Regions from separate parts of the Sus scrofa genome. Here region 1 is linked to region 2. The links are chromatin contacts, called in public promoter capture Hi-C maps. All regions are on one chromosome and are shown on one strand. The core of a region is the stretch at or near the end of the contact, and the rest is flanking DNA. Distances in the headings are between cores, read along the strand shown.

Region 1 (7,046 bases), core at 4,380-6,879, 580 kb before region 2:
ATAAATGGATAAACAAACTCCATTTGTTACATGGCTGTACTATAGCCATAAAATGGAATATTATTCTGCCATAAAAAAGAATGAGGTACTGAGAGATGCTACAATATAGAGGAACCTTGAAAACATGATGCTAAGTGAAATAAGGCAGACACAAAAGGCCAAATATTGTATAAATCCATTGGCATGAACTATCCAGATTACTTGAATCTATAGAAACAGAAAATAGATTATTGGTTGCAGTGGCTGGGGGTGGGGGTATCAGTGGGGGAGAAAAGAGGGTCACTGCTAATGGGTATGGAATTTCTTTTGGGGGTGATGAAAGTGTTCCAAAGTTATGTTGGTGATTGCACAATTCCACGAACATGCTAAAAACCATGAATTTAAATGAGTGAATTGCATGCCTTATTTATTGTATCTCAATAAAAGACAGAATCAGAGACGTTTGGGAACTCAGAGCAGGGTGCAGCATGGGAAATTTCAAGCCCCTTAGAAAAACCATAAGCCACCATAAAGCATCTGCAGTAGAAATGGCAGCATGGGCGGTTAGTTAGGGAGAGGGCCATCAAGTGGCATGGAAGAAATCCAGACTTCCTCGTGGGGACTTAGGGAGGATGCAGAAGGCAGCTGAGAATTAAGAAGCAGCGTACTTGCCAGGCAGTTGCTGTGGCATGAGTGAACCGCCCCAAAGTCAGAGGCCAGATGGAGTATATGACTGAAATTTAGGGGGCTAGAGAATCACTGGGAACTGAGGTAGGGATCTCGGGCAGTAGTAAGTAAGGAGAGATGGTTGAGCTTCCTGACCCAACCACTGTGCATTGCCCTCAGTGAGAGAATAAGCCATAAACTATGGACATATAAACAGTGAGCTAGACTTCAGCTAGGATCCAGCAGAGATTATGGAACTCACTGCCTTGAGTGATTTTGAACTTTATTTTATTTTTTGCTTTTTTAAGGGCCGCACCCACGGCATATGGAGGTTCCCAGGCTAGGGGTCGAATCGGAGCTGGAGCTGCTGGCCATAGCCACAGCCAGAGCAATGCCAGATCCGAGGCGTGTCTGTGACCTACAACACAGCTCACGGCAACACCAGATCCTTAACTCACTGAGCGAGGCCAGGGGTCAAACCCGCATCCTCATGGATACGAGTCGCGTTCATTGCCACTGAGTCACAACGGGAACTCTTGAATTTGAACTTTAAATCAAATATTTGTACAAAAGACATTTTTAATTCAAAACACATTTTTATATTTTTAATTGACAATCTAGCTCTGTCCAACCTGTGCCTCCAGGCAACTGGAATCAGTGCTCTAGAAAGCAACTATATGTTTATAATTAAATTTGGAAACACACTTGCTGTATACACATTTTCTCACCCCATTAGATGAGTAGAGAATAGTAGATGAAATCTTTAAGGAAAAGAGAAAAGAGGGAAATAGTTACGTAAAGATTCTTCAAACTATAGTAGACATCTTCATGTTTTGGTTGCTCACAACTCCTTTAACTGCCCCAAATAATACTTGTTTTGATCAAGCTCTCCCTAAAAAAGCTTTCCTTTCCAAACCACAACTAGTTAGCTTTGTTCATTCTTCAATATTCCGTATAGATATTAGCATATCCAAATCTCATTCAGGCGTTAATACGCTTTGTCTCAAGGAAATCGGTAGTAAAATAACATTCAATTAGTTTGCACTACAGTTGACAATAGAAGATATACATGAAACAACTAAGAAAGAGTCAAAAGTGGGCCATGGTCCTTTGGGTCATTAATGTGTTCATTAGATAAAGAAAGGTTTCAGGAGGGAAGGATCTGATACGTAATCAAAAAAACAATCGCTGATTTATCCATTCAAATTGAAAAGTAGGTAAAGAATTCCAGTCTTCAGTCACATATTCATTCAAATATAAAAGGGATCTGATAACTACCTCCGCCACCGCAACCATGTGTCATATGTGTACAAGGTTAGATCAAAGTGGTAGCTAATAATATTACATTCTGCAGTTGTTCAAGGATGACAGTTGAGAAAGTTTGATGACAGAGGATAAAAATAACACTTGTTTGGGCATAAATGGCAGGGTTTTTTTCATTGAACTATGTGAACGCTCCTCATCTCACCCACACTGCCAGAAACCGAAGAAAATAATTTAGCAATATTAAAGTGTTCACTACTCACCACGTTACCATTATTCCTTTTTTTCTGAGATGAAAAATAACTATATTGTAAACATGAGAATAAATCGAGGTAGTGATAAAATCATCAGTAACTATTGGGTTTAATTAAATTTCCAGTTTTACCACGTAATAAATACAGTGCATAACCTTTGTTCGAGTAGTTTTTCACAGTTGTGTCACAAAGCATTTGACAAGAGTTAGTTAATAGCCATTTAGAGGCAGATGTAGAAGCAGCAATGCTTACAGTCTGAATGTGTTTTGTGGACACGCTAAGGCTTGTTTACTTTCTTTATTTAAAGGAAACATGGAATCTTTAGCTCCCAGCTTGACAGTCAGTTACAAAAAGCAGAAGGCACCTTAACGTTACCTCTGGAGGATATTATCATTGCACTCCAGCATCACGGGCCGGTAGAAACATATGCACTCTATCATACTGTGGCCTTTACTCTTCAAGAGAATCCTGAGCAAGGTCAATATCCCCATCCATTGTGCACTTTGGGTAGACACACACACAAAAGTTTTTCTCACAGAATTTGACCTGTGGATTTTATTTGAGTGACATATGTTTGTTTCTATGGCGGTGACTTTGCAAGAAAGCAAGGTCAGGAGAGGTATTTCCTCAAAGGCTAAAAGGAGGCATTACCACCACCATCACGACTTGCCAAGGGATTTGCAAAGCATCTTGAGGCTCAAGGTTAGTATGGGAGATGAGCCAGGCTCAGGAGAAGTTAGCACAGAGAAAAACAGTGTGTTTTCCCCCCCTTTTAGCGGCCAATTCAAGAAAGTACTTCGGATAGTAACACCTAGCGGTTAGATAATGATGTAGTTTCTGCAATGATCTTGTTTGGATTTGTCTGTTTCTTTTATGCCTATGAAGTTTGGAATTGGAACTTAAACTCCTTGGGGGAAAAGCTATATTTGTAATTCAGCTTGTCTTCGGGTTTCCCACTGCCCTAGCCTGGTCCGATAGGTGTGATCGTGCTTGGTCTTTTAGATGAAATACAGAACTAAGGACATGACTACTGGTGCTTATTAAAGATTCCTTGCTATTTTCACAAGAGTAGGGGCGTTAGACTCTTGTCCACTGGCCAAATTCTAAATCGGGAGATTACACTCTACTTTCCTAAATTCCCCTAGCAGAAGCAGCCATCCATGGTATCCTCCTTTGCTTCCTGTACAAAATTGTTGCGTGATGTCATTAAATGGCACTGCTCTTCAACTCTACAAGTGATCACATCTTAGTGGAGTGGTGAATAAATTGGTACCTATTGTCTGATACTGTATTTGACCTAGTTTCAAACAAATTAAAAGGTAGGCACTGATAGTTACGGATAAAATACAAAACAAAGCCCAACACCCTAACAGTGTACAAGTGGTTGTGGAGCATTTTTTAAAAAAATCTGCTTTCTATTCTGCAACATAGACAAACGAATTAATGCCTTTTAAAAAATTCCACTCGTGGTTGACAACGAATTGCTGTTTTGCCTCAAATAGGAGGATAGCTTAACAGGAATGATGAAGCTTGAGAGGATGAGATCTCATATCACAAACCAGTCAAACCATCCCTTTGGTCTTTAGGTTGTATCTAATCATCCTAGACAATTGATCTACTTCATAAAGTCTCTCTTTAAGAAGAGTCTTCATCTTCCCTTGGTAACATATTTCAGTGTTTCTCAGTCTTTCCATAAAAATTAAGTTGTTATTATTGTGTCAACATCCTTTATCCATTGCTAACCTTCTATCATATATTGGTACTGAGAGGCAGTGGAACACAAGGGCAGAGGTGACTGAGTTCAAATTCGGACTCTTGTCTTGGTTTTTGGAGCAGACATGACTGAGTTCAAATTTAGACTCTTGTCTTTTTCTACCTGTGTGATGGGGACAGGTAACTACTGAGGTTCAATTTCCTCATCTGTAAATGGGAAACCTCAGAGTTACTGTAAAGATCAGATGAGAAGGGTTATTTGAAGGGTTATGGGTTAAGGGGAGACATGATGCTTGGCATCCAAAAAGTAGGCAACGGAGGATCTGACTTAATTCATAAACTCTTTGACAGTAGGAAGCATACTTCCTGAATTTTTAAAATAAGTACAGTGTTGTGCACATACTAAGGCACAGAGGCTCAATAGCTGTTGGATGAATAAACTCACCCTCCCTCCCCAATTAACAGCCCTAAGCTATTTGCAAGATAACACACATGTAGTTCAAAGGTGATAAAATTCATCAATCCTCTGATGCCTCCAAATATGCAAATATATCTGTCACTTTGTCTAGATGTTTTGGCATGGTGTAGACGCGACCAAAAAAAAAAAAAAAAAAAAAAAAACCTTACACTTTCTGTTTCTATCAGGTTCATTTCTATAAATTTTAACACTTGATTATTGTTTTGGGTGCCCAGAATGAGACTGACTCAATCATCCACCCCATCCATCCAAGCATTCTTTGAGACATTTTTAAAATGAATACTATCTAATTATATGCCTGAGCAAAATCTTTCAACTTGTGGCTAAGTATACTACCTGCCCTATTTACGCGTAAATTCTATGCTGACTACACATATATTCCTAATTTGCTTTGTTCCCAAGCCAACCCCCCCTCCCCCAATAATCCACCGCCGCAAGTTGCAAGTTCCAGAGCACAATTTACATCTTTGAGGCAGTGAGGTGTTAGTTAGGACTTTATTTTTTGCTTTTTTTCTTCACGGGGCTAGGAGGGCAGATTGAAGAACTGGCAGAGGATATATAGATTCAATCGGGCTTGATTACTTGTCGGTAAGGAAACGAAAGAGCATTGCTCTCTTACCTAATTTTGGAAAAACCCGGGTGCGTGCTCAGATTGAGCCACTGCAGTGTGGTCATTTCCCCGACTGCTTTGTACAGTCTTTATAGGGGCGATCTCAGGTGTGGAACTCTGAGCACCTGCTTGCTCACATTCCGGCAGTTCAGAACCCAGCGTATTTGAGGCCGGTGGCTCAGGTTCCACGTAACTCGGCTCAAGTGTCACTAACACTATGTGCAGCGCGGGTCATCGAGCTGTGCTTTGGGACTTGGCTACTTACTTCGGACCTGTTTCTTTCTCCCACCTCCCCTTCCACTAGTTTCCCTTCTCCTCCTCCCTCCCCGGACGTCCCCACTTCTTCCCTTTGGTCCCACTCTTCGCTTTCTCCTTCTCCTTTCCTTCTCCCTCCTTAGTACTGGGCTTCGAGTCTTTCATCCTCCCAGGGCCGCGGGGCGAAAGGCTGAGGCTCGGCTCGGAAGAGGAGGAGGAGGCGCGAGGCCGGCGGGACAGGCGCGAGGTGCCGAGTCGCGAAAGCGCGGGGCGCGCGCCAGGGCGGGGGCGCGCGCGGGCTGGCCGCGTGGCCGGGCGGCCCGGGCCGGGGAGCGGCGCGCGCGCGCGTGGCCCGCGAGCCCCTGGCGCGCCCCCGGCGGCCGGGGCCGCAGCGTGCTCGCCCCCGCCGCCAGCTCGCCTCACTTATGGGTCGGAAGCGCTGCGTGGGGGAGACTGTTCCAAGATGGCGGCGGGTTGCTGCGGGGTGAAGAAGCAGAAACTGTCCAGTTCGCCCCCCTCTGGCTCGGGTGGCGGTGGTGGCGCCTCCTCCTCCTCCCACTGCAGCGGAGAGAGCCACTGCCGAGCCGGGGAGCTGGGACTAGGAGGCGCCGGTACGCGGCTCAACGGGCTAGGAGGTCTAGCCGGAGGAGGTAGCGGCAGCGGCTGTACCCTCTCTCCCCCCCAGGGCTGCGGCGGCGGCGGCGGGGGGATCTCCCTGTCGCCACCTCCGAGCTGCGGAGTGGGGACCCTACTTTCTACCCCGGCCGCCGCCACCTCTCCCTCGTCCTCCTTGTCCGCCGCCTCGTCCTCATCGCCCGGCTCCCGGAAGATGGTGGTGTCAGCGGAGATGTGCTGCTTTTGCTTCGATGTGCTCTACTGTCACCTGTACGGATACCAGCAGCCCCGGACCCCCCGGTTCACCAACGAGCCCTAGTGAGTACCGTGCCCTCCGCCGCCCTCTCCCTTGCGCTCGGGATGGGGCTCAGAGTTGAGGGAAAGTACGAGTCCGCCTCCCCGCCGGCCGCTGCCCCGGGTCCCCGAAGCCACTCGCCCCGAGTAAGGGCACCGCGCGCTTTCTGCCCTCCGAGGCAAGCGCCCCACACTTGGAGCGGGGTGCTGCCGCAAGGAATGGCTCGCTGGCTCCCCGAGGTGTTCGCTTTCTCTTTGAGATAACTTCGAGGAGTTGTGACCCTCTCCTCCTCTCCTTCGCCACCCCGCGTCCCATTGCCCCGGTTTGGGAGATCTGGATCCCACAAGGTGTTGATCTCTCCGCCCTCGGGTTTCCTTTACCCCCTGTGAGCGCCCCGCCGGTATTCCCGCCCCTCGTACCTTGCACATGGAGAGTTACTATCCCATTGCAGTGTGAAAAATAGCAACTATCCAACTTCTGCTAGTGATGGAACTTAGCTCCGGAGCCTAGGAGGTTACCCATCTTTTTCCTTTGGGTTTCCTTGTGTCCTGGGGAGGGAGGAGGGTTTTTCAGAAATACATTTTCCCTTAGTACCTATTTTTATCCGAACATACCCATTAAAATGTGTTTCTAGTGAAGCGCACCGCCGGCTCTCTCATTTAGAGTGAGACTTTTTTTTTTTTTTCATTCCACCGTTTGTGTAACAGCTCATTCAAAGAGAGCTGTCCTCATAGAGCCACTGTCAGTTTGTACATTAAGCGTGCATTCGCTTTTGTGTCGATTTCACTTTGTAGAAATTCATGTTAGGCTCGTCGACTCGAGAAATAGTTTAACAGTAAGTGTGTAGGAATTTTTATGGTTTCCTTCGGTTTTGTACTTGTAGTTTTTTTACCCTTCACGCGTGTGGTTGAAATTGTT
Region 2 (6,743 bases), core at 3,460-5,959:
GCTAAGTGAGGTCAGCCATACAATGAGACACCAACATCGAATGCTTTCACTGACATGTGGAATCTGAAAAAAGGACAGACTGAACTTCTTTGCAGAACATATGCTGACTCACAGGCACTGAAAAACTTATGATCTCCAGAGGAGACAGTTTGGGGGGTGGGGGGATGTGTCTGAGCTGTGTTATGGAAATCCTGTGAAATCAGATTGTGATAATCATTATACAACTACAGATGTGATAAATTCATTTGAGTAATAAAAAAAATTAAAATTAAAAAAAATAAACAAATGGGACTTAATTAAACTTAAAAGTTTCTGCACAGTAAAGGAAACCTTAAAAAAAATAAAAAGAAAACCCACAGAATGGGAGAAAATATTTGCAAATGAATCAACTGAAAAGGGATTAATCTCCAAAATTTATAAACACCACCTACAGCTCAATACCAAATCTTCTTATATGTAAAAAAGAAAGTAAAAAAAGAGAGATTTAAGGTGACTTATGATAGTCGATGACCTTTCCCCCTAACATTACTGTGCCTGAATCACTACAGAAAATGGGCAAAAATATACAAAGGTAACATTTTTGCAGATTTGATGACTACCACTGCCCATTTCACTTGCTTCAGGCCTTATGGATAATAGGAATATTTTTAGGAAGGTTGCTAAATTAATTTGCAAGGATACCGTGGAGGATTTTAATTAATTAATTAATTAACTAATTTTTGGCTGTGCTCTGTGGCAGGTGGCAGTTCCATGGGACAGAGGTTGAACCCATGCCACAGCAGTAACCTGAGCTACAGTAGTGGCAACACTGGATCCTTAACCCACTGAACCACCAGGGAACTCCAAGATTTTATTTAGAGGGGATAAGAATTTTTTTTTTTGTCTTTTTAGGGCCACACCCATGGCATATAGAAGTTCCTAGGTTAGGGGTCAAATCCAGCTACAGCTGCTGGCCTACGAAACAGCCACAGCAACCCGAGATCAGAGCTGCCTCTGCAAGCTACATCACAGCTCATGGCAACGCTGGATCCTTAACCCACTGAGCGGGGCCAGGGATCGAACCTGCAAACTCATGGTTACTAGTTGGATTTGTTTCCGTTGCGCCAAGACGGGAACTCCAGGAATTTGTTTTTTAAAAGATAAAGAATGAGTTAATGAGAGACAAGGAAGTCAAGTTTCATTAAAACCCTGTTGGGATTTTGATTTAGACCACACTGATTTTATGGATGAACTTGGGAAGAATCCAGTGTTTACTGTGTCTTCCCATTCAGACTCTTTAGATGTCATTTCATTTCTTTCAGTTTTTCAACTAATTTAAAGGACAGAGAAATATACTGGAATGAAAAGAAATAGTTATCTGAAAAAAGTCATTTCTCCAAGAATGATATTAAATCTAGCTACTATGGCTTTGACCATTTTTGAAAGGAGTAGCTTAGGTTATTATTTATGTTCACAGTGAGATCATCTTTTGTCTAGGTTTCTGATTTCACCAGTTGTTTCAGACACGCCATTGAAGACAATATTTGGCTTGGTTATTGGGTCTGAAAAAAAAATAAGGTCTTATGAATGACAAAGCATAACATCACTTGCCTATGCAAATATTATTATAAAGTCTTGCTGCTTGCAGTTGGACCAAGGGGGAAATTATTATTTTACAAACATGTGAAGTATGTTTAACATGCAAAGGCTTGTTACACAGTCAATGAAGAACAGTTGTTTTCTGCCCTTCCATAAATAACTAATGCCAAGAGCAGCCTGGCTATCTGTTTCGGCTTCTTGTTACAGGAGAGTAAAATGGGCAAGGCCTAAATATCAGTACCTGCTAATAGAGCTGCCCTGAAAAATTCTGTTTGCTTTCAGTTTAATTTCCATGCTTCCAGTGCTCTTTATGTTGTATTTTGAATTGGGCAGTTGCCCTGTACATTTTCCTAACTCTTCTGCATCTTCATATGTTTCTCTCTTCTATTTTGGATCAGACTTGTAGTTCTGGGAAGGCTTTATTACCTAGGAAGCCTGATGTAGTGGCAGGCACCCTGGTCTAGGAGTCAGGAGGACTGTGGTAGGAAATCCAGGCTCTGCTACTAGTTAGTCGTATGCCTAGACAAGTTGTTTTACCTGCATCTGTTTCTCTATCTGTGAAATAGTGATAATAATCCCCTGCCTTCCTGACTAGTAAACAATGGTGCAAATGTTCTTTCTGAAATGTCAGACAGCTGGCTGGGGAAATGTTTGGCTCCTGGGTAGTCGTTCTGGAGGGTTTCTGGCAACAAGAGATTAAGCAAGGTTTGTTTTGACCCTGAAAAAGTGAAAAAAGAGCAGCTAGAAATAGTGTGGAGACACTTGGTTTCCTTTTCGGAGATGGGCTCTTCTAGCCTCTTCACCCTGGGTGTAGTTAACTGGAGAGGAAAAGGTGAGTTATGGTGGGTGCGAGAGGTAGCCAGAATAACAGCATCCTAAGTGATAAAAATGGTGAAAATTCAACTAGTTTCTTGGTCTGATAAATATCTCTTTATATTTATACACATGCTTATACATAGGTATGTATGTAGACCTATTCATACATACAAACAAAAACTGAGAGCCTTAGGCTCTTTCCTTTATACCTTGTAAAGCTGGAGGAACTTTAATAATCCAGCACTGACTCAGTGTTCAGAGGAAACTACCTAATTGAGAAGGTCTGGGCTAAATGACTGCTAGTAAAGAAAAATGGACCAAAGTACTCTTTTATTACATGTTCTTTCTCATCTTAGTCTGATTTATGTGCTACACTGGGTCTGTTCTGTGTCTGTGTTTTATTTATTTATTTATTTATTTATTTATTTATTTATTTCTGTCATTTTTTTTTTTTAGGGCCACACCCATGGCATAGGGAGGTTCCCAGGCTAGGGGTCAAATTGGAAGCTGCAGCTGCCAGCCTATACCACAGCCACGGAAAGGCAGGATCCTAGCCGAATCTGCAACCTACACCACAGCTCAAGGCAATGCCCGGATCCTTAACCCACTGAGCGAGGCCAGTTGATCAAACCTGCGTCCTCTGATGCTAGTCAGATTCGTTTCTGCTGAGCCATGACGGCCCCGCCTGTGTCTGTGTTTTAATTCCACCGCTAGACACCAAGTCTGTTGAGAGCGGGGATGATCATTTTCTTGATTTCATTTGTATTAACCCTGCTGTACATGACAGGGCTCTGTGCACTGTAGGTACTCCGTGAATTACAGAGCTGACAAATGATTACTTATTTCTGGTACTACCACACGATCTCATAAAATAAACATGACAATTAAACTTGTTTGAAGTCCTGAACTTTCTAGGTCACTCTCGATAAAGGAAGTTATATGTCTGCCACAGCAATGTTCATAGGCATATTATATATAAATGGGTGGGCCTGTTGGAAATGGGATGAGTAATCCCACTCAAAGAAGTAACATATAAAGGCTGTAGATTTATGCTCTCCAGTTGTGGGCCTCCAACCACCTATAGTGTCACCTGAGATGCTTAGTGAAGATTCAGACTTCACAGCCCCACTCAGATCCAGGTATCAAAGAATAAGTCTAGCCTGTAATCTGAGGTGGTCTATCCACCCCCCACACATGCAAACACACGTATGTTGTTACCTCCAGTAATTCTATGGGAAAATGGAAAATAGCAAATGAAATGACATGTCCATTCCCAGCAAGAAGAGGAAGCTAGTCCTCCATTATGTATCAAGGAACTGGAAGAATACTGGCGTTTTCTTTCTTGCGGTGATACATTCTTGGCAGTTGGTCGTGGCTCCTTTGCAATTATGGTCTGCCCCTTTTGAAGTCCCAAGACAGTTCGCCAGCATTTTATTTTTAACAACAATTTCTTGAAGGTCTTGGGAACTGTATTTGCAGGACTGGCTCAGAAGCAACGATCAGGGCCAGTAAGATGCCACAGTGCTGCGGTGACTTGTCCTTATCAGTTGTGAGCTCTTTGGCCATTACACCACCGTGGAAATGCAAGGCATAAAGTGAAAAGCCTGCATTCTTGTGATATTTCATAAACGGGGGTGACGGCAGGGGTCTCAACGCAGTGAGAGGCGAGATAAAGCGAAGACAGGCGTGAGCGCGGGCTCGGAGGAGCAGGGTGTCTTAGGCAAAGAAGGTTAAGATCTCTCGCCGAAGGGAGAACAGTCAAGTCCGAAGATGCTTATCTTGAGAGGGCAGGCTGGAAGATGACCCGAGGGCAACTTTCATTACAGGGTGGAGCCCTAAGAAGCGAGCGCAGGTGCGGGCGTGGGCCCGTTCCGCACCTCGCTGAAATCAGATAGGCGCCCGAACCTCCCGAAAACACGCTCCATCACGTTGCCTCGGGACAGGAGCTGGACCCCGCGGCAGAGCCGTTAGCCGGCTCGGCTCCCCCGCCGCACCCCCCTCCATCGCCCCCCTCCATCTCCCCCCGGCAGCCGCTAGCGACCAGCTCGGGGCTCCTCCTTTTCGGCTGACGTCGGGGCGAGCGGAGGCGGGAGCGTGGGTGGGCCGAGCGGGCCGTCGCCCGCGATTCGGCCGGCTGTGCCACACCACCGCGCGCCCCCGCTCCGCCCGCCCCTCCGGGCGCGTCTTTTCCGGGCCCGCGCCTCGCCGCGCCTCGCCCCGCCTCCGCCGGCCCTCCGGGTGCGCGCGCGCCGCTGCGGCTTTTTCTCCGGCCTCCGCGGCGCGCCCCTCCTCGAACCAGCGCTAGCGGGCACGCGGCTCCTTTCCGCCAGCTTCCCGAGTGCCCAGCGCCTGCCGGCTGCGAAGACGCCGTGGGCAGCGCCTCTGGTGAGTAACTGCAGCCCGCGAGGCTCCGGCCCCGGCACCTCTGTCCTCTGGCTGTGGCGGGGCCCCCGCTCTGGCCGTGCCACCGTCCCACACCTGAGCCCAGAAGAGGTTGAGGGGACGTTCCTGTTCCCGGAATCCGCTGGCTTGCTTCTTGAGCCCGCCCCCCTCGTCCGGGAAGATCCCTAAGTCCCGGTATCATCTCCTTTGCTGAGGTCTGGGGTCCTCGAGACCCTGGCTTGCCTCTACCTGCCGATCGCTGCCCTTCGAGGGGCAAAAGCATCTTCCTGATCGGGGTGCTAGGCTTTGCCGTGACCCTTTCCGAAGGAGCACATCAGCGACTCGCCAGACCTCCAAACGACCTTTAGGGCGCCCCTGGACCTCAGCTCCATTTTGTCCCCTTCCAGTCGCTGTCTGTCTGGGAGCTAGGGGGTCTCTCTGGCCCTGGAAGCATCCGCCCTTTGAATTTGAGGGATGCCCTAGGTTCCGATATCCTCTCAGCTTCCGGATCTTTAGGTGTGTTAGAAAACGGCTGGTTTCTAGCAGAAGCGGGCTCTTATTTTTTCCTGTTCTACCTATCTACATCCCTGTCCTCCGTGGGTGCTGTATATTTAACATTAGCTTTATTCACTTCCTCTTCCTCTCATTCGAGGGCCCTACAGAAAGAACTGTGGGTGATGTCTATCGCACAGAGGAAAATCGAGGAGAATATGATTCATTGCCTAACCCCCATTAAGGGGTTACATATTTTAAATAAGACGTCATTTCTCCTCTTGACTCCAGCATCTCCTCCTTCAAAAGGCATTTTTTTTTCACCCTCTTGAAATGACTTTGCCCTAAATCGCTCTTCACCTTAAAAAAAAAAAAAATCAATCATCGCTCTGAGAAACAACGGGGAGATGGAGAATAAGGACGAAATGGCATTTAAATGAATCTCTTTGAAAAAGCAAGCCATCTGCTTCATTGGTTAATGGTTTAATCAGCGCCTCAGTTTCCTCATTTACAAAAATGAGGATGTTGGAATGAGGGTTCCTTCTTGGGTTCTGATTTTAGGACCTCTAAATTCGCTCTTAGTAACATGTTGCTGCATAACAGAGATTGAACCTGATGAAATCCTCGTGTCTTGGTAGTTGCTTGTCACTTTAGTTTTTCTTTTGTATTGCCTCTGACTAATAGTTTTAACTGTTATTGGTACAGAAGGCTGTAAGGGGAGATTCAATGTCTGTACTGTCAATGAGCATATCAAAGATTTTAATAGTCTAAGGCCTCTTCCTTGAATTGTAAAATAGCGATGAAACCCGCTAAAAGGTGAGACCTGTAAGACTCCTCTAAGAATTAACACTCTCTCTGCCATTCAGGTGGAGGATGAAACATTAAACTGTTGGTCTACTGGCAACATAGAATGAAGTACCTTATTGTTCTGGTAGGAGAAGTGATTTGACCCTTACAAATCCACGGAAGGTTTACGCAACAATGGAAATCTTGATTACATTGGTTCCCCCCCCCCAAAAAAAAAAACCCCTACTTTAAAAAGAAGTGATTCAGATTAAGATTTTTGTTGAAGTGTTTTTTGGGGGGTTGGGGTGGGATGGGTGGAGAAAGGAGAGGCTTGCCCAGTTGAGTGGAGAAGAGAAATGAATTGGGACCCTGGAGGGGCTCTGGTTCCAGTTCCAGCACTAATTCATTATATCACCTTGGACAAGTCACTTTTCCTCTCTTCAATTTAGCTTCTGTAAAAGAGTCTTGATGTTGGTAGAACGACCCATAAAAGTCCACCAATTTGAAATATATATAAAATGCAATTTGCATTTTAAGACTGTGCCATAAATCCTTAGTTGAAGTTAAGGCAAATCCTTAGTTGTTTAGGACGTTTTTCTCTAGCATAGATCTGCATGTACTAGTTCCAGTCTACATATGCAGAATTCTTAACTCATCCTTATCAAGTGAATTACTGTAGGTGGAAATCT

What was found. Promoter capture Hi-C pulls out the DNA fragments that hold promoters and counts their contacts.
Region 1: a contact with region 2 is called in a promoter capture Hi-C map of liver, with 4 times the contacts expected there. The contact joins the promoter of AMMECR1 here to the promoter of ACSL4 in region 2. A contact is called at or near these places in 1 of 5 promoter capture datasets (liver) and 1 of 2 datasets of contacts at active chromatin or transcription factors (alveolar macrophages).

What each region holds. Positions count from the first base shown.
Region 1 is chrX:90,418,790-90,425,835 of Sscrofa11.1, reverse strand. It overlaps AMMECR1 (AMME syndrome candidate gene 1 protein), which reads left to right and starts at 5,629. Exons shown (of 6, transcript XM_003135311.6): 1 at 5,629-6,151. The coding sequence starts at 5,682.
Region 2 is chrX:89,835,574-89,842,316 of Sscrofa11.1, reverse strand. ACSL4 (acyl-CoA synthetase long-chain family member 4) reads left to right here and starts at 4,709. Exons shown (of 16, transcript NM_001038694.1): 1 at 4,709-4,779.